7 separate regions of the Mus musculus genome follow, and regions 2, 3, 4, 5, 6 and 7 are each linked to region 1. The links are chromatin contacts, called in public promoter capture Hi-C maps. All regions are on one chromosome and are shown on one strand. The core of a region is the stretch at or near the end of the contact, and the rest is flanking DNA. Distances in the headings are between cores, read along the strand shown. Region 1 holds the start of Pes1 (pescadillo ribosomal biogenesis factor 1). Region 2 holds the start of Ykt6 (YKT6 v-SNARE homolog (S. cerevisiae)). Region 3 holds the start of Pold2 (polymerase (DNA directed), delta 2, regulatory subunit). Region 4 holds the start of Aebp1 (AE binding protein 1). Region 5 holds the start of Pgam2 (phosphoglycerate mutase 2). Region 6 holds the start of Ube2d-ps (ubiquitin-conjugating enzyme E2D, pseudogene). Region 7 holds the start of Xbp1 (X-box binding protein 1).

Region 1 (3,757 bases), core at 425-2,924:
TGAATTTGAAGGAGAGCAAGTGAGAATATATGGAAAGGTTTGGAGGGAAAGGGGGAATAATGCAATTATAGTCTCAAAAAAGTAATTAAAGGGGCTGGGGAGATGGCTCCGTGGTTAAGAGAACTGGCTGCTCTTCCAGAGGTTCAGAGTTCAATTCCCAGCAACCACATTGTGGCTCACAACCATCCATAATGAGATCTGATGCCCTATTCTGGCATGCGGGTATACATGCAGATAGAGCACTCATATACATAAAAATAAATAAAAAATAACTTTAAAAAAAGTAATTAAAAACAACAAAGCAGATTGTTACCAGAAACTTGCAAGTCAAAGGAAAGACTTGAGCCCATCTCATCTTCTTCATTCCTATCCCAAAGTTACTTCATACCCACAGTCTCCTTACAGAAGCAAGAATAACTCAGATCAAGTCACTTACTTTCTTTGTCTTCTCCACTCAGAATAAGTTCCAGCCTCACATGATACGGCCCCAGCCTCACCTAGACAGCACCTCACTTATTTACATCTCACAGCCATGCTACTGTCTGTCCAAAACCCTGCACACCACCTGCCTCTCTTTCCTACTGGCCGTGGAATTCACTTCTGTTTTCTCTGCTAAGCACTTCTGAATGAAAAAAGAAAAACAGCAAGCTTTCACATTAATTATGATTAAGAAGCTTAAACTTGGGAAACAAGGTTGCATAGGAAGAAGAAACTGTCTCTAATCTGAGACAACAGAGCTAAAACTGCACTGACTTCTGCTTTTAACCTGCTCACCCTTTCCCCTTTTCTAAAGAAAAAAAAAAAAAAGGTCATTTTCTCCCTTGAGAATTGAGCACCACCAATATCACACGGATAGCAAGTTCCATCTGCTAAAGATAAAACTATCATAACCAGAGCCTGTAAAGGAACAAAAGGGTCATCCTAAAATATAAGATTGTGACAACGCCTAACCCCATATAAACCATCAAACACAGAGACGGCTAAGAGACGGCTGGAAGCTACAGCTGCACGCTGATATTAGTCTCTCCTTTCTCTGAGTGCCGAGAATTCTCTTAGGGGAAGGTTGGGGACCATCCACACTTCCCAACATTTTCATGCCCCAGACTAAAGTGTTCTTTAAGTACTGATTTCCACTAAAATGCTACGTCAGAAGAGGACCTACAAGACAACACTAATCGGATTAAGCGCCTGTTGATACTCTCCACTCTACTGCTCCTCCCTCCCTCCCTTTCTCAGGAGCGCACTTAAAAACCCTTAGCCACTTTATCTGAAGTTGACACTGGGAAAGCGGGGCCGCATCTGACTGCTTACTTCTCAATTCCCAGTACCTAGGACCGGGCCTGGCTCAATTAAGAAAGTCCCAAGTCTTGATAATGAATTCTACGTCCCGTTGGTCACTGATCACTCTTTTGGCGGCTCCGCCTGTCTCCACAACTCCTTCCACAGAAAGCCCGTCACAGTTCTTCCCGGCTTCCAGGGGCCTACGTGCAGAAGGTTCGCTCCGGCGGCCGTCTCAAGACTTCTCGGTCCCCAGAGGCCAGGGAAAGTGATAAAGCCGGAGCTCCGACCTCCGCTGGAACTCACTCACCTTCTTCTTCTCCAGACCTCCCATAGCTCCACGTTGAGAAATTCAAGGCAGCCAGAACACCAGAGCTACTTCCTCCCGCACGTGCCCTGCCTAGGGCCCTGAAGGACCCCACGCCGCCAGCTGAGGGCTGTCTGAAAATATGCCTGTACAAATCCAGAGAAAGTTGTGCTTTTGGCGACCTCGTTATTTACAACCAAATTCTCTAAAGCTCAACAATTGTGGTAGTTCTTTCAGTTCTTTTCTTAGTTACCAAAATCTATAGACAAGCTTTAAAGCAACATGGAAATTTAGGCAGTTTTATAAGCACCCTAGACACGGTTGTTTGAGCACGCGAGCCCCAGTGCATTTTGGGATACAGCAGGACTGAAGGGATGGGAGACAGACAGCCCGGAGCCTTCTGGGATTCAGAGAGCTCTGTAGTTTGGCCTCTAATCCAGAGATCCGCCTGCCTCTGCCTCCAGAGTACTGGGATTAAAGATGTGTGTCACCACGCCTGGCTGATGTTTTCTTTAAAAACCAAACCAACCAAACAAACAAACAAAAACAGAAATGCTCACTAAACCTAAAGCTACTAGTTTTTGTAATGCTAGGCCAGTGAGTTTAAGGGAGTTCAATTGTCATGGCAACGGTTGCTAGGCGTTGTAAACCCAGCTGACCAGATTTTGCCTTGTTGACCTTAGATTCAGCTGCACCTAGTTTGTTCAAGTTAGAATAAAATAGAGCAAAGGCCGACCTTTGACCTCCCACGGACACGGAGAGGGTCTAAGGAACTGCTTATATTTGGGGAATGAGTTGAGGCAGAAGGGACGGATCTCTGTGAGTCCGAGGCTAAGTTCCAGGACAGCGAGGGTATTGAGTGACGCACTGTCGAAACAAAACAAAAATGAAAAGAAAGAAAAATAATGGAAGGCATAGCATGATGGTGGTGCCTGTAATCCCAGCACACAGGAGTCTGAGGCTGGGAGAGCACAAGTTTCAGGCCAGCCTGTGCTAGAGATAGTGTTTCAAAACAACAAAACCAAGAAAACAAAACAGGACTGAGGAGATGGCCCAGTGGACAGAATTCCTGACATGCAAGCATAAGGATATGGAGTTCAGATCTGCAACACACACATAAAAGTTGTGCGCACATTTAAAACATATCATTCCATCTATAAAGATAATTTTTAAACTTATGAGATCTGATGATAGGTTTAAGTCAGTCTTAAAGGTGGTAATTTCATGTTTATAAAAAAGTTAAAATTTATGACTTTTTTATCAATTTCCTTTAAATTTTATTACTTTTACTTCAAAATGTTAAAAAAATTCTTGGTTTTCTGCTTAAAGTCATGTATAGCTGAAATGTAACTTTGAAAGATGAGTTTAATAAGAATGAACATTCTCTTTATCAGTATTTATAAGAGTGGTTTTGTATACTTGATACAGTAAGCATATTTATCTCTTTAAAAAAGAAACTGTGATTTCCATATGTTGAATATATATTTATACTAAAATAAAGTACCAAAATCCAAAAAAAAAAAAAAAGTTGTGTGCAGGCACTCGGAAGGCAGAGGCTGGTGAATCTCTGAGTTCTAGGCCAACCTGGTCCTCAGAGTGCGGTCCAGGACAGCCAGAGTCACAAAAGAAACCTTGTCTCAAGAAAACAAAACAAAAGTTGCAGTGGGGGCTGTAATACCAGATCTGGTAGGAGAGAGAAGGGAATCACTAATTTGGACATGGGATAATTGGATCCCTTAAGCTCACTTGCCAGTCAGCCTAGCATTACAAAAGTTAGCAGTTTTAGGTTTAGCAAGCACTTCTCTTTCTTTTAAAAAGGGGAAACATCAGCTAGGCGTGGTGGCAAACACCTTTATTCCCAGCACCCTGGAAACAGAGGCAGTAGGATCTCTGAGTCCAGGGCCAGACTAGTCTATAGAGTTAGTTCCAGGAGAGTGGGGGCCATGCAGGGAAATCCTGTCAAAACAACAACAACAAAAACACTAAAACAAAACAACCAGTCAACTTTATTCATACACATCTGAACATATAGTGAGAGGCCAAACCTACTCCATCTTGGGCCCAGCCTTCATCTTAAAGAAAAGGGAGCCTGAGAACATGACCTGCAGCAGAGCCCAAGCTGTACCCATGTACCAGGAAGGACCCCACGGCTTGCTGTTGGCCAGAGTCACT
Region 2 (3,757 bases), core at 335-2,834, 2.0 Mb before region 1:
CCATGATCCCCAGCGGGTCAGTCATCAGGCGCCATGATCCCCAGCGGGTCAGTCATCAGGCCCTGAGCCCCATCACCTTGTCTCTGTTTCCCTAGCTTTGAAAGTACAAGCATGTGTCAGGACACCCAGAGGTTGGTTGGTTGGTTTGTTTGTTTTTCCTTTTGATGTATTTGGGATCAAACCCAGGCCCCTCATGCAGCAAGCAGTCTCCTGAATGAACTATTTCTCCACTCAAGCTACCTTCCAACCCCTTGGCAAACACTATTCACATAACTATAATCCACAGCAACTCATGTCCATCAGCGGATGGATACATAAACAAAACATAGTGTTTACATAAAACTCAATACTGTATATATTTTAAAGGGGAGAAAAATTTGGTATCTGCAGAAACATAGGTCAACCTTGGGGTCATTCTGCTTAGTAAAATCAGTGGGACACAAAAAGCCAACTACTATATATCCCACTTATATGAAGTCATTAGAACCATCAAAAGCTGAGACACAACCTGAACAAGCAGATTTCCCCAGACGTTGAGTCAAGATGACCACAGGTCCTACCCTGTTGGGCCCTTTTCCTTTTGTGTCTGAGTCACTCCCACAAGACTGGGTATCTGTGCAGCTTACAATTAAAGCACCCCACAATCCTTTACATGCCTACAAGCAATACAAATCCAGTGGTTCCTGCCTAGCTACCAGTGTGGACCCTTCCTGATAATCAAGGCCCAAACACTAAAAAGAATGAGTTTGACCCCTGACTCCCAATCCTTGAGGAATCAACGATTTTACTCATAAAAGAAACACCTCCATACAGAACTTCTGGAAAGAGCTTTGACCAGCGACTTTCACAAACTGTGGGCTGCAACCCCTTTGGCAAACCTCAATCTCCAAAAATACATATGCATAACAGTAGCAAAATTACAGTTATGAAGTAGCCACGAAAATAATTTTATGGTTGGGGGTGGGAGGGTTCCCTCAACATGAGAAACGGTACTAAAGGGTCGCAGCGCAAGGAAGGTGAGAACCACTGGCAACGACGAAATACAAAGGTTAAGACACCAAACACTGGTTAAATCACAGGGTGCGAGGCGTAGTCAACATACTTATTTCTGAGTCCGGAGATCCCAGATCAGAACAGTTGGCAGCGCGTCTGTAATCAATGGCCTTCCAATCTTTCTACAACTGGGCAATACCGCGTAGGGCAGAGCCCTTTCCCAGGGTTGCTAACGACTCCTCAGGTACAGCCTGCCGCCCGAGGGAGGCCAAAGCCGTGCTCGCCCTTCGAGAGACTCGACTCCCTGGACTCCGGGTCCAGCCACCCGGGCCCGGCCCACTTACCTGGACCTCTGGAAGAAACTAAAGGAAGACACGTCGTACGCGGCCTTGAGCAGCACCGCTTTCGGATCGCCTTTGTAAAGGACACTAAGGCTGTACAGCTTCATGGCGCCGCACCTTCGGGCCGCCGGCTGAGCCCCAGACCCGCTCCCAGGAGCGCGGCCACAGTCCCTCAGAACAGCGGCGGCCGCCTCCTGACGGGGCCCGGCCGGCTTCTTCCTCCTAGAGTAAGGCCCACTTCCGGTTCCGGTGGCGAGTTGCTCCAGCCGCTCCTCGGAGGCCCGAAGGCAGGGTACGCGCGTGCGCGGACGGGTAGCTAAGCGGCGGGGCGCGCCCGCGTCCGCCCGGGTCGGCGCCAGGAGGCTCGGTCTCCGCCTGCGTGGCAGTGCCTTGGCGCAGGTTCCCTTCCGGGCTGTCGCGCGGACCCTGGCTGCCGGTGGGGAGTGCTGTGCCGTACCATCGCTCTTTTTTCCCCATTCTGCTAGAAAAACAACCCGTAGCTGTCCCCACTCTATACTTTTGTTGCATTCTATGTGTAACAGCACCAGGCTACCCAACCTCTTCCCTGGGTGTCCCAAGTACAGACGACTAAAAGAAAGGCCCTTCATCCTTTCTCTTGCAATAATAAAAATCAGAAACGTCACTGGCTATGGCCACTCAGCTTGGACACACTTGTTCGACAAGCCAGGCGGCCAGAGGTGTCAGCTATATTCACCTGCACTGACACCATGGCTCCACAGGCGGCAGACGGAGAACCATTTCTGAAGAAAGCCTCTTTATCCAAAGTTGTACAAAATTACCAGGATAGTGACCTTGCAGAAAGAGATGTGGATTAAGAAAATTGATAGCAAGAAGCAGACCTTGGGCTTCCAATGTGAACAGCAAAATGCTTATCAAACTCCCTTACAGCCACTCTTGGCACCTCTTCCTGCTTTTCTCTGACTTTACCCAGCCTCCCTTGGTCCCAGGAAGTCTCATCTAGAGATATGCGAACTCCCCAAGCCAAGCTTGTTAATCAATTTCAAATGACATTGTTTTCCCCTGCGTTTCCCCAGCTGTTATCCAGCCTGAATTCGGTCCCAGTACTTCCGCACCGCAAAAGTTACCCCCCCCCCCCAATCTGTTGGACTCAAAAAATACCTTTTTTGTAGACATGTTGGTAAAAGTGATAAACTATCAAATTCCAAGTCCTGCTCATTGCAGATGTTTAACAATGACGACGATGGTTATTTGCACCATTACGTTAAATGACAGAAAGAAAGAAAGAAAGAAAGAAAGAAAGAAAGAAAGAAAGAAAGAAAGAGGAAGCAAGCCTCATGAGAGGCCGAAGGTGCCCTTGAGGCTGTTAGAAGCAGAGCTTTAAAGGGAGGCTAAAATCTGAGCAAGGTCTACAGATTAGATAAGAGCACTATATCTTTATTTCCAGCTTTCAGTCACTGACTGCCCTGACCTTATAAGAGAAGTCTCTGGTGCATGCATGCATGCACACTAACACACAGTAACATAAATAGATGAACACTATGTATACAACTTACTCCGAAGAGGTCATATGCATACATACCTACATGTAAGTATATCTACATCTATATATATCTATGAACACATATATATGTTTCTATACATGCTTGTATATGAACATATTATACATGTATTAAAGTTCTCTAAAGGAACAGAATTGATAGGACATATATATTAAGAGAGGACTTATTAGATTGGCTTCAGGATGCTGTGTGTGTAAGTAGTCCAACAGTGGCTGTCTCACACTGGAGAAGCATAGAGTCTGGTATTTAAGCAAACCACAAGACTGGATGTCTTAGCAAACTTAATCTTGTGCTGAAAGTCTGGTTGATTCCTAGAGAGATTGGTCTTCAGCCTACATTTGAATCCCTAAATTGGTTTAGGTGTAGAAATACTGCGGTGGCAGGGTAGGTGACCTAGCCAGGGAAGGCAAAAGCAAGCAAGCGACAAGCCAAGTTTCCTTCTTCCACATCCTTCCATATGAATTACCACCAGGAGGTGCTTGCTGCCCAGAGTTAAGGTGGGTCTTCCCGCTGCCTTTAATCTGCTCAAGCAAAGCGCTCACAGGACTGCCCAGCAGTTGATTCCAGATGCGGTCAAGTTCAAAAGCAAGGTTATTCATCACGATGCCAAAGACAGAGCAAATGCGGGGAAAAAAAGAAAAAAAGAAAAAAGATTAAGTGATGCAGATGGAGAGCGTCCAGAAATTTCTGTCCTTGTTCAAGAAACCTGAAAGTATGGGGAGAGAAAAGCTTGCAAAAATAATTCATTGACAAGACAAGCATAGCATCACTGGTGTGGGATGGTGGAGCTCTTATGTCCAGCCTCCCCGAGTCCTGAGATGTCAAAGAAAAGCCCTTTTGCAGAGCAGGAGAGATGGCTCAGTGGGTAAAGGCATCTGCTGC
Region 3 (3,757 bases), core at 635-3,134, 1.9 Mb before region 1:
TCCAGGGGATCTGGTGCCCTCTTCTGGCTGCTGATGACACTGCATGCACATGGTGTGCAGATGTGCACGCAGGCAAACACTTATATACATTAAAAAAAAAAGGAGAAAAAATATCTAAAGAACAGAAAAAAAAATACTAAAGCGAACAGATCTTTCCAGGTGTGTGAGCATCATCAAGGTGACCAGCACACCTGTCCTTCCTTGATGTTCCTGTAAGGTGAAATAAACCTTGTTCCCCAAGTCGCCATTAGCCATGTTTATCACAGCAATAGAAACCTGACTAGAACACCTGTAATCCTAGCACTCTGGAGGCAGACATCAGCCCTCGGAGATTAGCTGGAACACATAGCAAGATACCTGGCTCAAAACACAAAGTGGACGTAGGGCCAGGCAGGGATGTAGTTCAGAAGGCAGAGTGTTTGCTTAGCCTGCATGAAGCCCCGGGGCTCACTCTCCAGCACTGCATAAAACTCAGGGTAGTGGCACGTGCCTGTAACCCCAGCACTCCAGAGGTGTAGACAGAAAGATCAGGAGTTTAAGGCCCTGTTGCTACACCATGGAATATATTAGACCCGTCTCAAGGAAAAAGTAGAAATAAAGATATTCTGGGATAAAATTTGATGAGTCCATTTCCTTAGACATTTACTGTAAGGAATCCTAAGGAGAGTCCTGCAGACCAAAGGGAACAGCAACCAAAGAGTAAATGGAGAGCTCCAGTCAAGGGGCTGCACAACAACGAGCTCTGTGTCATTGTAACTTTGGATTTTAATTCTACAAAGTGGTTTCAAATCCATCAAATGGGGTTTGTTCCTGGAACACAAGAACGTTGCAACATAATCAAATATGCAACAGGCTACTTGAGACAGTAGGCAAAAATCCGCACTCAGCCCAGCTTACAAAGGAAAAAATACTCAACAAACTGAAACATTAAAAACAAATGATTTAGCCGGGGGTGGGGGTGCACGCCTTTAATCCCAGCACTTGGGAGGCAGAGGCAGAGGCAGGTGGATTTCTGAGTCCGAGGCCAGTCTGGTCTACAAAGTGAGTTCCAGGACAGCCAGGGCTATACAGAGAAACCCTGTCTCGGGGGGAAAAAAATGATTTAATTCATTATTAAAACAGGAACGAGGGAAACCTTGTCTCAAAAAGCAAAAACAAACAAAAACAGAAACAAGGGGCTGGAGAAAGCTCGGTTGAGAGCTCTTTCAGAATGGCTCACAACCATTTGTAATTCCAGTTCCAGGTGACACGGACGCTCTCTTCTCGCCTCCGAGGAGACTGACCTCACATGCGTGCAGGCAAAACACACCCACACACAAAACAAAACAAAATAAATTCAAAATAAAACAAAAAAACTTAGTAAGCCAGAAGAAACCTACCTTAAGTAATAAGTTTCAGACTGAGTAATTAGGCAATTTTAAAAAGGAGCAATGTTACCACTGAAGTCTGATGCACTTGCAGTCAGGGTGTCTTAGTGTGAATTCTAGCTTTTCTCACTAGCTGGGTCATTTTGCCTGTTTCCCTGCCTGTGAGATGGGAGAAATTGTTCATGCTTCCAAGGGAATCTGAGAAGTCAGGGTGAGAATCACAGCGCAGGATAGAGTGGGAGGGAAGCTTCAGCCACACAGGAGCCACCAGACCCCCAGCGCTCGGGGAGAGCAGCATGAGCCAGGCGCCCAGCCTCACTACGGCCCACGCTACCCAAGGAGTTCACCCGATGAGGCCCAGCCGCAAACACCGCATGCGCACAGGAAACCCAGTGCTAAGTGATGGGTTGTCCCGGGAACCGGAGGCGTGACTCCGCGTTTCCTCGGTCCAGAGGCGGGGCGCACGGGGATTGGCTGGATGAAGCGTGCAGCGATGGGCGGGATGGGGCGGGAGGCGATTGGCTGGATGCGCCGATGGGCGGGACGGGCGCGCAGAGATTGGCGGGATGCGGCGTGGCGCGGTGAGTGTGCTGCTGAGCGGGGTTAACGTGGGTCCTGGGTCAGACTTGGCGGTACCTGGACAGCGGGCCGGGGTCTTGAGGGTGCTTCGAACTGTAACATGGGCCCGAGCTGGGCGTGTCTGCTTCGGGGCAGGTCTCCCGTCGGGTCCGGCCTGGAGCACCGTGTGGGCCGCTGCCACCACCGTGCGTTTTTGGCTTACATCCAGTTTACATGTGCCCATTTGGCAAATTCATAGGGTCCGCTCCCTAAGCCAGAGCTGCGCATTAAAGAAAGCCGAACCAGCTAGGGGAATTTGAACTTTGTAATAGCTGTACCAAAAAAAAAAAAAAAAAAGTAAAATGAAAAAGAAAGCTGTGTTCAAAACTTCCGTTACTACATCCAGCCTGTTGTCGTCTCAACTACGCATGAAGAATATGTTGAGATACTTTATACTAAAGTCCGCTGTGCATCCATCCCCAAGCACATCTTAGTGGGAAGGGGTGCAATACAAGAAAACAAACCTCTGCGCTGCCGGAGCTTAGGCAACAGTTGGAGGAGGCAAAGTAAATGCTTGAGAGATGATAATGATGCAGACAGTTGAAGTAGCAATGCAGTCAATTAGATATGGGAAGGTGAGTTTTAAGGAAAGACTTGAAAGGGAAGAGCCAGTAAGCCTTGGGGAAAAGGAGAGGACCCAGCAGGAGTAGAGAGGCCTCTACTTGGAGCCCCTGCTGTGGAAGGGACACTTGGAAGGAGAAACAGATAGGAGGGGGGAGCTGTTCTTAGAGGCCCAGAGCTGATCTTACAGGTCGTGGTAAGAACTTGGGGTTTTATTTACTGAAAAGCAACCTTTGGGGGGTTTTGAGCAAAACAGGGGCAGCTTTATGCTTTATTTTTTATCACTAATTATATTATGACAGGCTTCTTCAGTGATGCCTGATAGCATCCCTAGAGGTAGCAGAGGTCCCAGGGAGCTGGGCAGAAGCAGATCAATAATTCCATTTGAGGGTATGCAGAATTTGAGACCCTGGTGATTGGGTAGAAATGTGGAGAGGAGGAGGTGATGAACAAGGTTTGGAACGAGCTCCAGGTTGTATCTGACTAGGTTATAGGATGACACCTCCGGACACATGTGTGCACATTGTGGACAGCGTGGTTGGGACACTAGGGGAGCTTTGGGTACAAGAAGGGATTGCAGGAATGCCTTTGTGTGTCTCTGCAGTGATAACTCCTCGGCCTGGACACAGCTGCTTGGACCAAACAAGCCAGGAGTGCCGCCATGTTCTCCGAGCAGGCAGCACAGAGGGCCCACACTCTGCTCGCCCCGCCCTCTGCCAGCAATGCCACCTTTGCCCGGGTACCTGTGGCAACTTACACCAACTCCTCACAGCCCTTCCGACTGGGAGAGCGCAGCTTTAACCGGCAGTACGCCCATATTTATGCCACCCGCCTCATCCAGATGAGACCGTTCCTGGTGAGCCGGGCGCAGCAACACTGGGGTAAGTTTGGGGTACGCTGCTCCCAGCAGCCCAGCAGCTAGAACTAGGACCTTATCTAACCTGGAATACTTTCCAGCTACCATGGAATGGCCCCTTCAGCTCCCTGCTTCTTCTTAAAAGTGAGGATTAAATTAACCTGTGTGGTTAAAGTTGGGTTTGGCCCAGAGTCTGGTCAGAGGTAAGGGCTAGGTTCTGGCAGTGATGGCTACTGTTCCATCCATGGAGGAAATGGTCTTCCTATCCTTATTGTCTTCAGTGTGAATTGGTCACTGGTGTGCACCCTTTAGCTAGAGAGCTCCTCATAGCAGCAGGCTTGGCACCTTGGTCTTT
Region 4 (3,757 bases), core at 815-3,314, 1.9 Mb before region 1:
ATGAAGATGCAGGAGCAGACAATCAGAGCCTAATCTGTGTGCCCACATGGTCCCCCTGGATGCCCAGAGCCTGGGTGTGAGGGCACCTGTCAGTCCCTGGTCTGGTACAGATCAGGAAACTGAGGTTAGCCATTTGCCCAAGTGATAGAATGAGAAACCTTGTCCAGGCATCCTATCTGTACATCCAGAGTGAACAGCAGCAACTCTTGGCTGCTCTGAAGTAGTGAGTTCAGGGCATGATATATAGAGAGACATCTCTGTCTGTCCAAACCTCCATGGGGTCCTCATAGTCCCTAATTCACATGTCTGCCTAACCCACATGCCTCACAGCTCAGTGCCAGGCATGGAAGGTACAGGGAAGAACCTGAAAGAGCAGGGCTACCCAAGCAAACAGCCAGGCAAATTAAAGACTGTGGCTTGGCCTTCCAAGAGCCTCCTTTCAAGGGAGAAGAAAAGCTTCAAAGAGACAGTCAGGCTGGGGATGTAGATCTGCCCTAGAGCAGTCAGTCCCCTGGTATGTAAGGCCCTGGATTTGGTTCCTTCCCAGGGAGGAAGGCAGGCAGGCAGGCCGGCAGTCACTCCGTAGGTCTTGAAGTCCCAAAAGGTTCCCGTTGAAACTCAAAACCAACAGGAGGCCCTTATCAAGGACAGAGGGAGAGAGAGGCAGGTAGGTAGTTCTCTCCGTGCTGGCTCATCTCAGAGAAGTCAAGTAGCAGGGGCCACCCTTCTAGCACCCTAGGAGCTGCAATTGCTGGGTGCGGAGAATTTAATGGCGAATGGGAAACACACAGGCAGCTGGCTGAAACACAGGGAATACAGCAAAACATGCAGCAGGAGCAGGGTCACTTGGCAATGTCCAGAACGTCTTGGTTGCTGGAGGCAAAGTGTGCAGGGAGGTGAGGGTAGGGAGAGCAGGACAGATCTACAGCAGTGGGGGCCGGAGGGGGAGTGGCTGACCTCAGGAATGATGAATGGTGCCTTACAGTCTCCTGGGAGAGAGATCACAAGATCCGTTGCCACTCTCCAGAGGGCCATGAAAAACAGCTAAGATTTACTGACAACGATTGCATAAGAGGCTCGGGGTTGCATGCCTCCGGGATGCTATCACCTCGCTTAGTTCTGACCATCTCAGACTGCCCACTTTCACCTGGAAGTCTTCCTCACCCCGCTCCCCTGTCTGTGTTCCTGTGGGAGAAGAGGAGGCAAGCAGATGCCTAGGCTTGAAGCTTGCCACTAAGAGACTAGGGCCAGTTCGGAGAGGCGAATCACAATTTCCCACTCGTCCAAACCTACACTCTCTTGAGACCTGGGATGAACAACTTGGGCGACCTCAAAAGCCCAGCGCCACCCTATGCTGAACACACACCTCCAGGTTTCCAAACTCCAGGACAGAACTGCTGCCTGGCAGTGTGTTGCCTTGCGTTGCCTTGGAGAGACATTCCTCACGGGGCAGCATGGGAAGTGGCTAGACCCTCCAGAGCCCCTGTATGCTCACTTGATGCCATGGCCACCCATGTCACCAGGTTCTCACCTTCTACATCTGCCCGCTGCTTGCCCCCTGCCTTGGATTTGCGGGGACGCTGGGTGGGTTCGGGAAGCGGCTGGACTTCCACGTCGTCTTCCCGGGGCGGGGACTGGGTCTCCAACTCCGAAAGGAAGCCTTCGAGGAACTCCTCGATCTCGTCGTCCGTCAGCACCGTCTGTGGGTTCCCCTCAGGGCACAGCGTCAGCAGTGCCAGGAGGCCGCAGAGCAGGGATGCGGTGCGCACTGGAGCCATGGCTCTGGGCACGCGCGGGAGCCGGGCGGGCTTGAGCAGGGACTTGGGTGGCAGGGGCAGCGCCCCGCGTAGGGGCGGGAAAGGGCGCGAGGAACGTGGGCGTCAAGGGTATCCAGAAAGCGGTGGGAAAGGGAGATTCAAGGAGAGCAAGGGGCTCCAGGAGAGGTTCTGGCGGGCCCAGCTCCGGCAGCAACTGGGCGCTCCTGCCCCGCGTGGCTGGCTCTCACGCGGACCGCCCTCCAGAGCGCTTGCGACGGCCTGGCCGGGGCGGGGGCTTCGGGTTTCCGGAGGGGGAGGAGGAGGAGCCGGCCTTGGACCGGGGGCTGCGGGGGAGGGAGGCGGAGCAGCACGGAGCCCAGACTAATAGCAGCGTCAGCGCCCAGTTTAGAGGGTCTGGGTGCAGGGCGCCTAGCGGGGAGGAAGGCCTGGGAGAAAAGAATGCAACAGTTATGGGGAAGGGAGTGTGCGGAGTCTAAGGAGACCTGTGCTCTAACCCGCTGTGCCCTTTGCTCTGAGCCCAGGGAGATTGCTAGGGGAGGGAGGGAGTAGGGCCCTCGAGGGTACTGGCGATCACCTCCTTTCCACTTTCTGGAGGTTAGCTCTTCAAAGTGTCACCTGCTGTGTGCTTGCACAGGTGTCACCTTTGTCCAGTTATCACCAACATCCCAGGTCTTTGGAGCCAATTTTTGCGAGGAAGGCTGTGAAAAGCTGTTCTCAGCAAGCTGCTGTCCTTATGGAGATAGGAGCCCCACTTCAGAGCTCAGGGCTCAGGTCCCAATGTGGAGTAATAGCTATTTCTCTCCTTCCTCTGACCAGAAGCGGTTAAAACAACAAATTGTTTACAACAGCTTCAGCTATGGCTTCTAGAATACAAACGTTGGCTGGCTCATAATGGCCATCATAGCTAAGCCCAGGAATGCCAGAGCATTTACCCATGAAGGATTAAAGATGTGAACGTGGGCTTGTAGCAGCCATAGGTCCAGGGCAGTGGCAGGCAGCTTTCAACCAAGGTGGGGAGGCACTCTGATAAAAAAGAATAGCGACCCCCAGATGATTGACATGGGAAAGTTTACATCTCAGCTGGAAGAGAAAAAAGAAAAAGCAGGTCAAGAAACACCAACACGATGCCACCTCCTCAGTCTTTCACCCTCACCCTCACCCTCTCTGTCCAGCATGAGCAGGGAGAAAAAGGGGAAATTTTCGGGTACTGGGCTCTGTAACCCACTGCTCTCAGGGAGTAGGCAAGCCCCTCCCGGCAGTCTCCTTTCTGGCTCTCCTTGAGGAAGCATGGAGACTATGCCAAGAACTGATGTGTGTGTGAGTGTGTGTGTGTGTGTGGGGGGGAGGGTCTAACCCATCTTAGCCCTCCTAGCTGTCTGACTCAGCAGGGGAACTCCGTGTCCACAACTTACTATACGCATATTAAATGGACCACCTTTCTGGTTTATTCGATTTTTTTGAGACAGAGTTTCTCTGTGTAGCTCTGGCTGTCCTGGAACTTGCTCTGTAGACCAGGCTGGCCTCGAACTCAGAAACCCACCTGCTGCTGCCTCCCAAGTGCTGGGATTAAAGGTGTGCACCACCACTGCCCGGCTAAATGGACCACTTTGTGCTGTGCCTAGCACACACGATCAGCCCTTGCATCCCACAGGCTGTTGGTCCTCATCCACTTTGCTCCCCCTCCCCCATCCCGGGACAATCCTCTCACAGCTAGGCCTCCCCATGAGAGACTTCAACCTGGTCGCAGAGCAAGAGTAAAGCAAGTCTCACTCATGGTCACCCTCTGAATCATTGTGCTCAAAGTCAGTTCTGGGAATTGGCTTCCGTGCCCCCAGTCTGGTCCAGTGTGTCATGCTGGGTATGCCACAGGGTGCATGAGGGGACATGGATGTCACTTCCCTAGGCATGGGTCATACTTGGACTGAATTTGGGTTGGATATTCTCTGCCAGGGAAAACAGAAGCCATTTCAAAAATGGAA
Region 5 (3,757 bases), core at 442-2,941, 1.8 Mb before region 1:
TTGTGCACATGAGTGTAGTATCCACTGAAACCAGAAGAAGGCATTAGACCCCCAGGGATTTGAGTTACAGGTGGTTGTGAGCTATCTGACCTGGGTGACAGGAATTGAACTGAGTTCTTTGCAAGAGCAGTACAGGCTCTCAACCACCACACCTTGCTCTGGCTCCTGCATTTTTTTTTTTCCGAGATGGGATTTCTCTGTGTTGCCCTGACTGTCCTGGAACTCACTCTGTAGACCAGGCTGGCCTCGAACTCAGAAATCCGCCTGCCTCTGCCTCCCAAGTGCTTGGATTAAAGGTGTGTGCCACCCCTGCCTGCCTTGGCCCTGTATTTTTAACCAGAGTTTATTAGCCACACCAGCCAGGTGTTGTAATGCAGATCCTTATAGACCTCTGTACCAGGTCAGCCTGGTCTACATAGCAAGTACCAGGCCAGCTAAAGCTGCATAGTGAGAGCCTGTCTTTAAAACAACACAGGGGGCTGGGCAGTGGTGGGGCACGCTTTTAATCCCAGCACTCGGGAGGCAGAGGCAGGCAGATTTCTGAGTTCGAGGCCAGCCTGGTCTACAAAGTGAGTTCCAGGACAGCCAGTGCTATACAGAGAAACCCTGTTTTGACCCCTCCCCCCCGCCAAAAAAAAAAAAAAAAAAAAAAAACAACATCAGAGGGGTGACAGTGGTGCATGTCTTTAATCCCAGCACTTGGGCAGGGGGTAGGATTAAAGGTGTGCACAACCAGGTTCTAAAATGTCTTTAAGTTTATTTTTAATTGTGGGTAGGAAATGTGCACATTAGTGCAGGTATACACTGAGACCAGACCTGTTGGATGCCCCTGGAGCTATAGTTGCAGGTAGTGGTGAGCTGCCCAATGTGGGTACTGGAGATTGTATCTGGGTCCTTTGGAAGTGCTCTTGAGGAGCCATCTCTCCAGTCCCTTAGGGTGTTCTGTTTTTTACTGGTACCTCAACCCAGTGTACCCTTCCTGTAGGGCTCCCAGCTCTGCCCTCAGTGTTCTTCTAGCTCACCTGAGTATCATCTGGGGAGCTGTCTCATCCTGTGCACCTCTCAAAGCAACTGCTCCTCATCCTCCATACTTAGTGGGGTGGGGGTATCTGCCTGGTAAAACGTGTGTGCTCACTCCGTCTCACCAACACAGCAACACAGACAATGCATGTACGCTGGGACAGGCACCTGGGCAGAGAACAATCACTGTTGCAGACACGCCTACTTATTTACTTACACACTGACCTCTTTGTATGGATATCTTATACATACCCTTGACCTTGACACTAGGCTAGACTTCTTCCTGAGATGCGCTTGTTCTTAATTGTATTAAGAGACTGAAGAGAGATTGCAGCTTGAGTCACACAATTCAACTCTGTCTTTAAACATATGTATATATCAGAAAAGGGCCTGGAATAGTTGTTTCTACCCGATCAGGAGAGGGCCAATTGTGATTGAAAGCTGCTGATGTCAAGAGTGTCTCCACATGGAGAACACCCCCAGGTTGACTCCTGCCCTTCACCCTGGTCCAGTTCTGCAGCCCCATGCGGCTTGTTACCAGGTGCCAGCTGGTTATGGGGCTTGTCATCTGAGCTGATGATTTTGTGAGACTATTTTTAAGTTCAGCTCCTTGGACTACACCCCACCCCCAGTTCTGCTACTGGTTGCCTGCCTCTGCCTGTATCTCCTGGAATGCTGATTGGCAGTTAGGGCTGGGGTGGGGGCTGGGAAAACTGTTATAAAGCCTAAAGGGCCAAGCAAGCAGCTGCCACCTAGAGTTCCTGTGTCCCCCGCCACCATGACCACCCACCGCCTAGTAATGGTTCGCCACGGTGAGAGCTTATGGAACCAAGAGAACCGTTTCTGTGGCTGGTTTGATGCAGAGCTGAGTGAGAAGGGAGCAGAGGAGGCCAAGCGGGGGGCCACCGCTATCAAAGATGCCAAGATAGAGTTTGACATCTGCTACACGTCGGTGCTGAAGCGGGCAATCCGCACCCTTTGGACCATCCTGGATGTTACGGACCAAATGTGGGTGCCCGTGGTGCGTACCTGGCGCCTCAATGAGCGGCACTATGGTGGCCTCACAGGCCTCAATAAGGCTGAGACGGCTGCAAAGCACGGGGAGGAGCAGGTGAAGATCTGGAGGCGTTCCTTTGACACCCCACCACCACCCATGGATGAGAAACACAACTACTACACCTCCATCAGCAAGGTGGGCCAGATGCCGGGAAGCTGGAAGGTTGGGAGCCCAGGGGGGAGGGCTACCCAGTAAACAAAAGCGAAATGTTCCTGTGCCCTTGTCCCCAGGACCGCCGCTATGCAGGCTTGAAGCCTGAGGAGCTGCCTACCTGTGAAAGTCTCAAGGACACCATTGCCCGGGCTTTGCCCTTCTGGAATGAGGAGATCGCACCTAAGATTAAGGCTGGCCAGAGAGTGCTTATTGCAGCCCATGGGAACAGCCTTCGGGGCATTGTGAAACATCTGGAAGGTGAGGCCTACTCTCAGGAAAGATGTGAGACAGAAACCACTGCGGTTCATTGGTTTCAGCTATTTTACAGATGTCAGGGTTTCAGAAGTTGATGGAGGCAGGAGTTTTGTAATACTTTGTGTTGTCCCATTTCCAGTTATGTAGTCAGCACAGACAGCATAGCTGAGGCACCCCACAGGAGCTGATCATAGGTAGAGCAGGCTTCTGGCACCCACTGGGGAAAGAGGTCAGAGCTCTGGCCATCAACGCCAAGTATTGGCTTCCTGCTGAATCAAGCCACTTGAGCTGTTATAAAACTCTTGCTCTCTCTCCTGGTGCTGCCTGCATTTCCTCTTTTTCTCTCAAGTCTATGTACAAAGTGCCTTGACTCTGAGGCCCCTTTGCCTCAGGTACAATACATAGTCCATCCACCCACACAGACCTGAACCATGTGTTCCCCCACCTCTCAGTCTTCTATAGGCTAAAAAAAGGCAGCAGAGTGCAGAAATATGGAGCTACTTAAAATCTTAGGCCTGTGGTGGTGCTCCTAACTGAAGAGCAAGGGCTAGTAGACAGGCCTGGAAGGGGGGCATAGCAGTGTAGGGAGGTTACCAATTATGGTCCCAACTGGGTCGTAGACACCGGACGTCTATATTAGATTCTGGGTGACCTTTAGACTCGGTGGGATCCTAAGAAGGGGTTGGGGTGTGATCCACGTCTCCAGCGCCTAGCGGCAACCCGAGGGTTCTGCCCCTGCCCCTCCTCCCTGGGCTGTGTTCTGGGAAAGAGGTTCACGGGGTGTGCCTAGGGAACATTCCCAGGTCCTCCCTGTTGGTAGGGGTGCGGTGGCAAGAGCAAAGGTTGAGCTGCTATTCCAGGCAGGGGCTGCAGGAGCAGGCAGTGGGTCAGGTTTCCTGTTCCTCCCGGGTCAGAATTTAGAAGCTCTAGAAACCAAATGTCACCCTTCCAAACCTTCTTTAGCCAGCTCACACTGGGCTGAGCATGCGTGTGCCACAGCTATTCATGGAGGGTGTTCTCGTCTCTCTGTTGGGCTATTTCTGCAGCCAGGTCTCCCTTAACTCTTAGGCACACTTTTGTGGCCTTGCTCTCAGGGATGGGTTAACTGGCAGTACCACGAGCCCACAAAGGCCATTCTGCATAAACTGTTCCCCTGCTTCAGGGATGTCCGACCAGGCCATCATGGAGCTGAACCTGCCCACTGGAATCCCCATTGTGTATGAGCTGGACCAGAACCTGAAGCCCACCAAGCCCATGAGGTTCCTGGGAGAC
Region 6 (3,757 bases), core at 343-2,842, 1.8 Mb before region 1:
ACCCAGCAAATCCCTCCATCAGACTGTCCTGTAGACAAATGTCTGAGACATTTACTTGACTGATGTAGAAGAAAGAGCCCAGTCCACTGTGCACGGTGCCCTAACTGGCACATGGTCCTGGGGTATAGAATAAAGCAAACTGGCACACACCAGCAAGCAGCCCTGCTCCATGGCCTCTTCTTCAGTTTCTGCCTCCAGGTCTCTGCTTTGGCTTCCCTCTCCTCCCAAGCTGCTTCTGGTTATGGTGTTTATCACAGCGACAGAAATCTAATTGAGACACATAACCTGGATCCACTTGGTGGAAAGAATCATGCTAATGCTAAAAGTTAGGGTCATAGGGCTGGAGAGATGGCTCAGTGGTTAAGGGCATGAACTGCTCTTCCAGAGCTCCTGAGTATGATTCTTGGCACCTACACAGGGCACCTTACACCCACATATAAGTGAGCAAATCTTTTTTTTTTTTTTGGTTTTTCGAGACAGGGTTTCTCTGTATAGCCTTGGCTGTCCTCTGTAGATCAGGCTGTCCTCGAACTCCGTCTGCCTCTGCCTCCCAAGTGCTGGGATAAAAGGTATGCAACACCACGCCCGGCCCCAAATCCTTTAAAAAAGAGGTTATAAATACCATTTTGCAGTATAGAAAATCCCAACTAGGGTTGGTGAGATGGCTCAATGGGTAAGAGCACCCGACTGCTCTTCCGAAGGTCAGGAGTTCAAATCCCAGCAACCACATGGTGGCTCACAACCATCCGTAACGAGATCTGACTCCCTCTTCTGGAGTGTCTGAGGACAGCTACAGTGTACTTACATATAATAAATAAATAAATAAATAAATAAATAAATAAATCTTTAAAAAAATTCCAACTATTAATACTATGTGAAAACATGGATCATAAATTACAGTATAATGCAGGGTATGGTGGTGCACGCCCCTCGGCAACCAGAGGCAGGAGGATCTCTGTGAGTTTGAGGCTGGCCTTGTCTACATAGCGAGTTCTGGGTCTGCCAGGAGGCCGTGTCTCAAAAAACCAAACCAAACCAAACCAAAACGGAACAAAAAACAACTTAGAAATATAAAATAATTTTCTTTAGGAAAAGGACGAAAAGTGGATAGGCTAAAACGTTAACAAATGGTAAAGGGTGGATTGGTGGCTTCTTTTTCTGAGATGCAATTACCAGGCTCTAGGTTAATGGGCTAATACAAACCTACGGGATGAAATTCTCCCGCAGCTCAGCCTCTCGTGCTAGGCACCCTGGGAGACACCCCTCTGCTTCCCTAAACTCCGCCCAAAGCTGCGCGCGCACGTGACCCGGTCGCATGACTCCGCCCCCGCGAGTCGCCCGCCAGAGGCACTCAGCCACCTCCTAAGTCTGCGCCGACCGCGGCGGAACTCGCGCGGGGCAAGTGTCAGTGCGCCCTGCCGCACCTCAGCCGCGGGGTTCTATTCGCTGCGACAGCCCGCAGAGTGGACGGGCGGGAGGACCCCGTTTCCGCCACTCTTACCTTCTGGATCCGTTTTAGAGCCATGTTCCCGCTGCTCGTGCCCCACCGGCCCTGCGGGGCAGACTAAGACGGCCGCCTGGGCCGCAACGCTGCACGCCGGGAACGGCGCTCTACGCGTGCGCGCCGCGGTGCGCTGTGGGTAGCTAGTGCGCGCAGCAGTCCTGGGTCTGACCACGGAGTCGCGCACGGTCAGTTACTCGGCCACGGTCACGGCCCTGTGGCTCTGGTTTCTGCTAGGCGAGGGGCCTGGGCACCAGGACATGCCTGAAACCGCAGGTGCCACACGCTATGCTCTCTGCCCCTCCCTGGGCTCCTCCCCAGGCTGTCACTTAACTCCTGAGCTTAGTGGTTGTCAGCGCTGTAAGTATACATTCACTTTTATATGCTTTCTGGGCAGAAGTGTTACAGATATTTCTGAATACGCGTAGGTGCTGAGCACAGATGCATCTACATGTCTGGAGAGCTGCATTTTCAGTAGTACTTAGTTGGCTTCAATGCACTGCCGCTATTGAGACTCAGCCTGAAAGTGCACATCCCAAGCTAAACTCTGCTTCCCTTTCCCCAAGACATCGAACTGTTTAAGACCAAGTGTAAAGAACTTAGTGGTATGTCACAAAATCTGTGTAATAGATTGTAGCCAACATCTTGGAAATGAAATAGAATATGGCAAAATACATAATATCAGCGTGCCTCATACAGTAAAGAATCTGGACTCTCTATATAAATAATCATATATATTGTTTCCAGACAGATAAACCTAATAGGGTATGCTAGTGCAGTTGCTCTGGACCAAAGGTGTTCCAACACCAGACTGGGCTACATAGTGAGTTTGAGGCCAGCCTGGATTGCAGAGTAAGACCATGTCTTAAAAAAAAAAAAAAAGCCGGGCGTGGTGGCGCACACCTTTAATCCCAGCACTCAGGAGTCAGAGACAGGCGGATTCCTGAGTTCAAGGCCAGCCTGGTCTACAAAGTGAGTTCCAGGACAGCCAGAGCTATGCAGAGAAACCCTGTCTGGAAAAACCAAAAAAAGAAAGAAAGAAAGAAAGAAAGAAAGAAAGAAAGAAAGAGAGAAAGATCCCCAAAGGAAAATCTAAAACTAGAGGAGCTGAGGAGATAGTAGATAGGAGTGCTTGTGGTGCAAGCATGGGGCCCTGAGATCATTAGTACCCACAGAAAAGGTGAGGTTGGCTACTCATGTCTCTAACCCCAGCACTGGGTAGCCGGCATGACAGGATCCCTGGAGCTACCTTAGCATAGATAGTGAGATTCCAGTTCAGTGAGAGACCTTGCACCAAAAGCAGTAAGGCACAAAGAGTAGCATTTACTCTGTCATATATCTGGCATTCTACTCTGGCCTCTGTCATGTTCCTGCACATACGCATACAAACCCTGCCCAAAACAAAAACAATGAATCGAACACTTAAATGGTTTCCCAGCCAGATTCCTATATGCCATTCACCTATTCTCCTAGTTTATCCTAAACACATGTCATGAACTGTCCTCTAAACTATAAGCCTTACCAAGCTCCACCCTCTTCCAAAACTCCACAAGGAAGATCTGTGGCCTGTGGGAATACATTCAGGGCTCTCTGTGATCCCTTAGGGTCTGCTGTCTTTAAGTTTTACTTCCTTACCTTTAGTTATGCTATTGTGGTGGTGGCTCATGCCTTTAATCCCATCACTCTAGAGGCAGAAGCAGGCAGATCTTTCAAAACAGGGTCTCTGTAGAGCCCTGGCTATCCCGGAGCTCACTCTGTAGACCAGGCTGGCCTTCATTCAGCTCACAGAGATCTACCCATCCTGCACCTTCTATCATTTAAAAAAAAAAACCATTTATTTAATGTATATGAGTACACTGTGGCTGTCTTCAGAAACACCTGAAAAGGGCATCAGATCCCATTACAGATGGTTGTGAGCCACCATGGGGTTGCTGGAAACTGAACTCAGGACCTCTGGAAGAGCAGCCAGTGATCTTAACCACTAAGCCATCCCTCCAGCCCCATCTTCTATATCTTTACACCTTGACTCTTTCTTTTTTTTAGATTCTTTTCATTTTATTACACATATATTACATACATATATATATGTGTGTATATACATATATATGTATGAATATTTGCCTGTGTGTTTATATTTGTGTGTATGTGTCCACAGTGGTTTGAAGAGGTCAGAAGAGGGGTTGGATTTCCTGGAACTGGAATTAAAGATGGTTGTGAACCACCATGTAGTCCTGGGTCTTTTGCAAGAACAAGTGC
Region 7 (3,757 bases), core at 826-3,325, 1.6 Mb before region 1:
TTTAAATAATTCACCATCCTGTCTTGAAATGGCAAGTGTTGGTGCAAGTGGTAGTGGTCCAATGGCAAAGAAATGGTGGCAGCCTAGATGCTGAGCACAGATGCCCAGAGAACCGTGAAAGTGGGGTGCACACACAGTGAGGTACCACTCGCCTGTATAGAGAAAGGAAACTAGCAGGGAAAATGTATAAATTTGGAAAGTGTATTACAAAGTGAGGTGACCCAAACTCAAACCAGGGCGCACGTGCGCATATAAATGGACGTAAATGTGGCAATGCCTAGAAACGCTAGAAATAGCTAAAGTTAACTAAACTTAACTTAGAAACTAAAATAACTCCCCAAAGGGTAAAAGGATGCCGGGGTGGAGGGGCACAAAAGGGCACTGACAGCAGAAAGGATACAGAGGGTGGGAGGATTGGGGGCGCGCGGGGGGGGGGGGATCCCAGAAGGAAGGGCAGCGTTAGTGAGCCTTTGGCAAAGACAGGCGGCGCTACAGCTTAAGCAACCAATGATCTATCCAACCTGGCTAATCTCCGAGGGGAGGGCAGGCCAGGGTGAGTCACGTCTGCTTTCACGGCCTATCTGCTAGGCTGGTTAAACTTTAAATGGCACTTTGGGTTGTATTCTAAAGGGCTGAAGCAGTTTAGGATGGGCCCTGATATGGATGGGATGAAAGCATGGCCTGAAGTCCCTTTACCTCTTCTTCCAAATCCACCACTTGCTGCTCCAGCTCGCTCATCCGGGCTTTCTTTCTATCTCGAGCAGTCTGCGCTGCTACTCTGTTTTTCAGTTTCCTTGGGGAGGAGACAGGGAACATAACTGAGTCATCTCCAGCTTTCATGTGTCTTCATTTGTAGACGTGGCCAGCTGGTGCTTTCGTTGACTTTACAGAATAAGGCTTAGCAAGTAAACACGCTTAAAGCTCCTATCAAAACGCACACGCACACGCATACACACGCTGCTTTCTATCCACAGGCCTTGAAGACTTGCTTGATTCTCTCCCGTGCGGCTGTCCACCCGGATCTCATTTTACCACCGGGCTGATACATTCCCGTTGCGTCATATGCTTCTTCCCTCCTCCCCCGCTACTTTCTGGGTCCAATTCCGTCCCACAGGCTCCTTGCTAGAGCGATATCCGTGAAGGCGGCGGGGACGCTACCAACTGTCCCTCCCCAAGCCAAACTCTCGGGATGCCGGACGCTGTGGACTCGGTTCCCAGGGTGGGGTTCCCAAGTGGCTGCAATGACAGCTGGAGCGGTTCCTACCCTACGACCACAAAGAGCGAGCATTTACAGAGGACTGGGCGTCGGGCACCTTCTTCTGTGCCTGTGTCGGGAGCTCCTGCACACACCCCCGACGCAGACCTTCGGAGGGGCATCCCCCTCAGCTCCGCTTCCCAGGTTAGACACTAGAGGTGAATCTAACCCACCGTACGGAGCCCACCAGCTGGCACACACGAGAGAGTCCCAATCCCAGTCCTGCCGCCCCGCGCCCCAGCCTTGCCCGCCGGGCCCACCTCCGCAGCGCTTTCTCCTCCGGGCTCAGGTGCGTGAGCCGCTGCCGCTTGCGAGCCTGCGGTGTCCCGCTCGCCTCCGACCCTGCTGCCCGCGGACCGGGTACCATGAGCGGCAGCGCCCGGCCGCCGGAGGCGGGCTGGCCAGATAAGAGTAGCACTTTGGGGGCCGCCGTGGCCGCGCTCGGCGCCGCTGCCACCACCACCATAGCCAGGAAACGTCTACGCCAGCGCCGCCACCGCCCCGTGGCCTCCTGCCGCGCCCAGCCTTTCTAGGGTCGTGGCCGTCCGCGATTGGCCGGTGCTCCGTGACGCGCGGGTATATTCATCACTTATTGGTCCTGTAGTCCCGGGGGCGGGCTCAACTCGGGCGGGGTGAGTGTCCAGCGTGGCTGCACAGCTGTTCTCCGCCGTGCAAACTGGGCCTTAGGGTGGATGGACGGTGGCGACCACTGGTTGCTGGAGTCCAAGGATCTTCGGCAGACGTCCCCACCCCGGCTGAGGATTGCCAGGCTGTCCTCTCAGGCCAGATTTCCAGACCGAGTCTCACGGTTTTACCCTAGCCCGACCCCATTTTAATGTCCGGCGCTACGTCCCCCGTCCCGTCCCCCCCCCCCCCCCACTTCCCAGTACAGCAGAAAATTGAACTGGTGGCATATCCGGCTTAGGGTTAGCGGACACACACACACACCTGGGAAATTTTCACAAAATGAGTCTTTAGAAAATGAGATGATTGCAAAACTAAATGTAGCAGGGTAGTACTCACTTGTAATCTCAGCACTTTATTGCCAGTTTGAGAGCAGCCTGGGCTACATAGGGAGGTCTAGCTAGGCCAGCTGGGGCTATAGATCAAACCCTATTTCATATAAATTAATTGATATAAATTAATAACTTTAAAAGAAAACACTAGAGCCTTGGCTAGCATGTAGTAAGGGATTAGTAAATAAAGTCTGCATAGTGAGAATACATGTGGTTTCGTTTTTCTTCTTATTTCTGATCTCTTCTGGTATGAGCTTTTATCACTGTTGTCTTTGTTTTGCTGTGCTGGAGCCAGACCCCAGAACCTAATGCTCTAGCACTCCACTATTCCCCTTTACTGTGGAACTAGAGATACCACTGAGCTATATATACCTCCAGACTTTAGTATTCCTTTCATTAGGGAATGGGAGTGAGGAGGGGGTGGAAATAGGTTTCAGGGGATGGGATGGGGTGGGGGAGAGTGTACTCTTCTATTGCTTTCCGCCTTATAAGAGTCAGTGCACTTGAAGCTTGCCCCTGAGGCTATGCTGGCTGGCCATTACACCTCCATGGTCTGCTTGTCTCTGCTCTCTGCCACTGGGGTTACGATCAGGCTCAGCCTTGCCAACCTTTCACCTGGGTGCTGGGCGTTTTTCACCTACACAGCCACCCCTACATTAGTATTTTTTTTCCTTTTCCTATTTCCAATAATTTATTTTTTATTCACTTTATATCCCAATCATAGCCCCCTCTTCCTAGTCCCACCCTTACAAATCCCCCCCCCCCATTGCTCCCTCCCCTTCTCCTTAGAGAATACCTCTTTGATACCACCCTACCCTGGGACATCTAGTCTCAGCAGGACTAGGTACAACATCTCCCATTGAGGCCCAACCAGGCAGTCCAGGGAGGCGGAGGGGATCCAATGGCAGGGAACAGAGACCAAGATAGCTCCACTCCACTTGTTAGGGGACCCACATACAGACCAGGCTGCACGTTTGCTACAGATGGGGGTGGGGGGGATAAGTTCAGCTCCTGTAGGTTTCCTTGTCAGTGGCCCAGGCTCTGTGAGCCCCCATGGTCCCAGGTTAGTTGACTCTGTATGTCTCCTTGGGGCATCCTTGACCCCCTTCCACTGCTCAGTTCTATTCCCATCTCTTCCACAAGACTCCCAGCTCAACTCAATGCTTAGCTGTGGGTCTCTGCATCTGTCTCCATCTGCTACTGGATGAAGCCTCTCGGAAGACAGTTATGCTAGGCTCCTGACTGCAAGCTTAGCAGAGCATCATTAGTAGTGTCAGGGATCCGCTCTCTCACATGGGATGGATCTCAAGTTGGGCCGGGCATTGGTTGGCTATATTGGTCTGCTCCATCTTTATCCCTGCACTTCTTATAGGCAAGGCGATTGATGTCCCCTTCTCTCCTCTAGAAGTCTTGCCTGGCTACAGGAGGTGGCCACTTCAGTCTCTATATCCCCCTCTGGTAGGAATCTCAGCTAGGGATACCCCCA

The links. Promoter capture Hi-C pulls out the DNA fragments that hold promoters and counts their contacts.
Region 2: a contact with region 1 is called in a promoter capture Hi-C map of liver, with 6 times the contacts expected there. The contact joins the promoter of Ykt6 here to the promoter of Pes1 in region 1. A contact is called at or near these places in 7 of 39 promoter capture datasets (the 3T3-L1 cell line, the C10 cell line, hippocampal neurons and 3 more).
Region 3: a contact with region 1 is called in a promoter capture Hi-C map of liver, with 5 times the contacts expected there. The contact joins the promoter of Pold2 here to the promoter of Pes1 in region 1. A contact is called at or near these places in 2 of 39 promoter capture datasets (both in liver) and 1 of 9 other capture datasets (liver).
Region 4: a promoter capture Hi-C map of liver shows a contact between it and region 1, with 5 times the contacts expected there. The contact joins the promoter of Aebp1 here to the promoter of Pes1 in region 1. A contact is called at or near these places in 2 of 39 promoter capture datasets (both in liver).
Region 5: a contact with region 1 is called in a promoter capture Hi-C map of liver, with 7 times the contacts expected there. The contact joins the promoter of Pgam2 here to the promoter of Pes1 in region 1.
Region 6: a contact with region 1 is called in a promoter capture Hi-C map of liver, with 5 times the contacts expected there. The contact joins the promoter of Ube2d-ps here to the promoter of Pes1 in region 1. A contact is called at or near these places in 2 of 39 promoter capture datasets (both in liver).
Region 7: a promoter capture Hi-C map of liver shows a contact between it and region 1, with 5 times the contacts expected there. The contact joins the promoter of Xbp1 here to the promoter of Pes1 in region 1. A contact is called at or near these places in 4 of 39 promoter capture datasets (hippocampal neurons, liver and pre-B cells), 1 of 115 datasets of contacts at active chromatin or transcription factors (embryonic stem cells) and 1 of 9 other capture datasets (liver).

Annotation. Positions count from the first base shown.
Region 1 is chr11:3,961,892-3,965,648 of GRCm38.p6, reverse strand. Pes1 (pescadillo ribosomal biogenesis factor 1) reads right to left here and starts at 1,674. Exons shown (of 15, transcript NM_022889.3): 1 at 1,589-1,674. The coding sequence starts at 1,612.
Region 2 is chr11:5,953,585-5,957,341 of GRCm38.p6, reverse strand. It overlaps Ykt6 (YKT6 v-SNARE homolog (S. cerevisiae)), which reads right to left and starts at 1,584. Exons shown (of 7, transcript NM_019661.4): 1 at 1,338-1,584. The coding sequence starts at 1,441.
Region 3 is chr11:5,876,383-5,880,139 of GRCm38.p6, reverse strand. Pold2 (polymerase (DNA directed), delta 2, regulatory subunit) reads left to right here and starts at 1,884. Exons shown (of 11, transcript NM_008894.2): 1 at 1,884-1,948; 2 at 3,151-3,427. The coding sequence starts at 3,208.
Region 4 is chr11:5,860,173-5,863,929 of GRCm38.p6, reverse strand. It overlaps Aebp1 (AE binding protein 1), which reads right to left and starts at 2,064. Exons shown (of 21, transcript NM_009636.3): 1 at 1,532-2,064. The coding sequence starts at 1,778.
Region 5 is chr11:5,801,730-5,805,486 of GRCm38.p6, reverse strand. It overlaps Pgam2 (phosphoglycerate mutase 2), which reads left to right and starts at 1,691. Exons shown (of 3, transcript NM_018870.3): 1 at 1,691-2,212; 2 at 2,308-2,488; 3 at 3,648-3,757. The coding sequence starts at 1,799.
Region 6 is chr11:5,759,985-5,763,741 of GRCm38.p6, reverse strand. It overlaps Ube2d-ps (ubiquitin-conjugating enzyme E2D, pseudogene), which reads right to left and starts at 1,592. Exons shown (of 7, transcript NR_015577.1): 1 at 1,502-1,592. It also overlaps a transcript of Urgcp not described here.
Region 7 is chr11:5,518,959-5,522,715 of GRCm38.p6, reverse strand. Xbp1 (X-box binding protein 1) reads right to left here and starts at 2,075. Exons shown (of 6, transcript NM_001271730.1): 1 at 1,516-2,075; 2 at 697-793. The coding sequence starts at 1,721.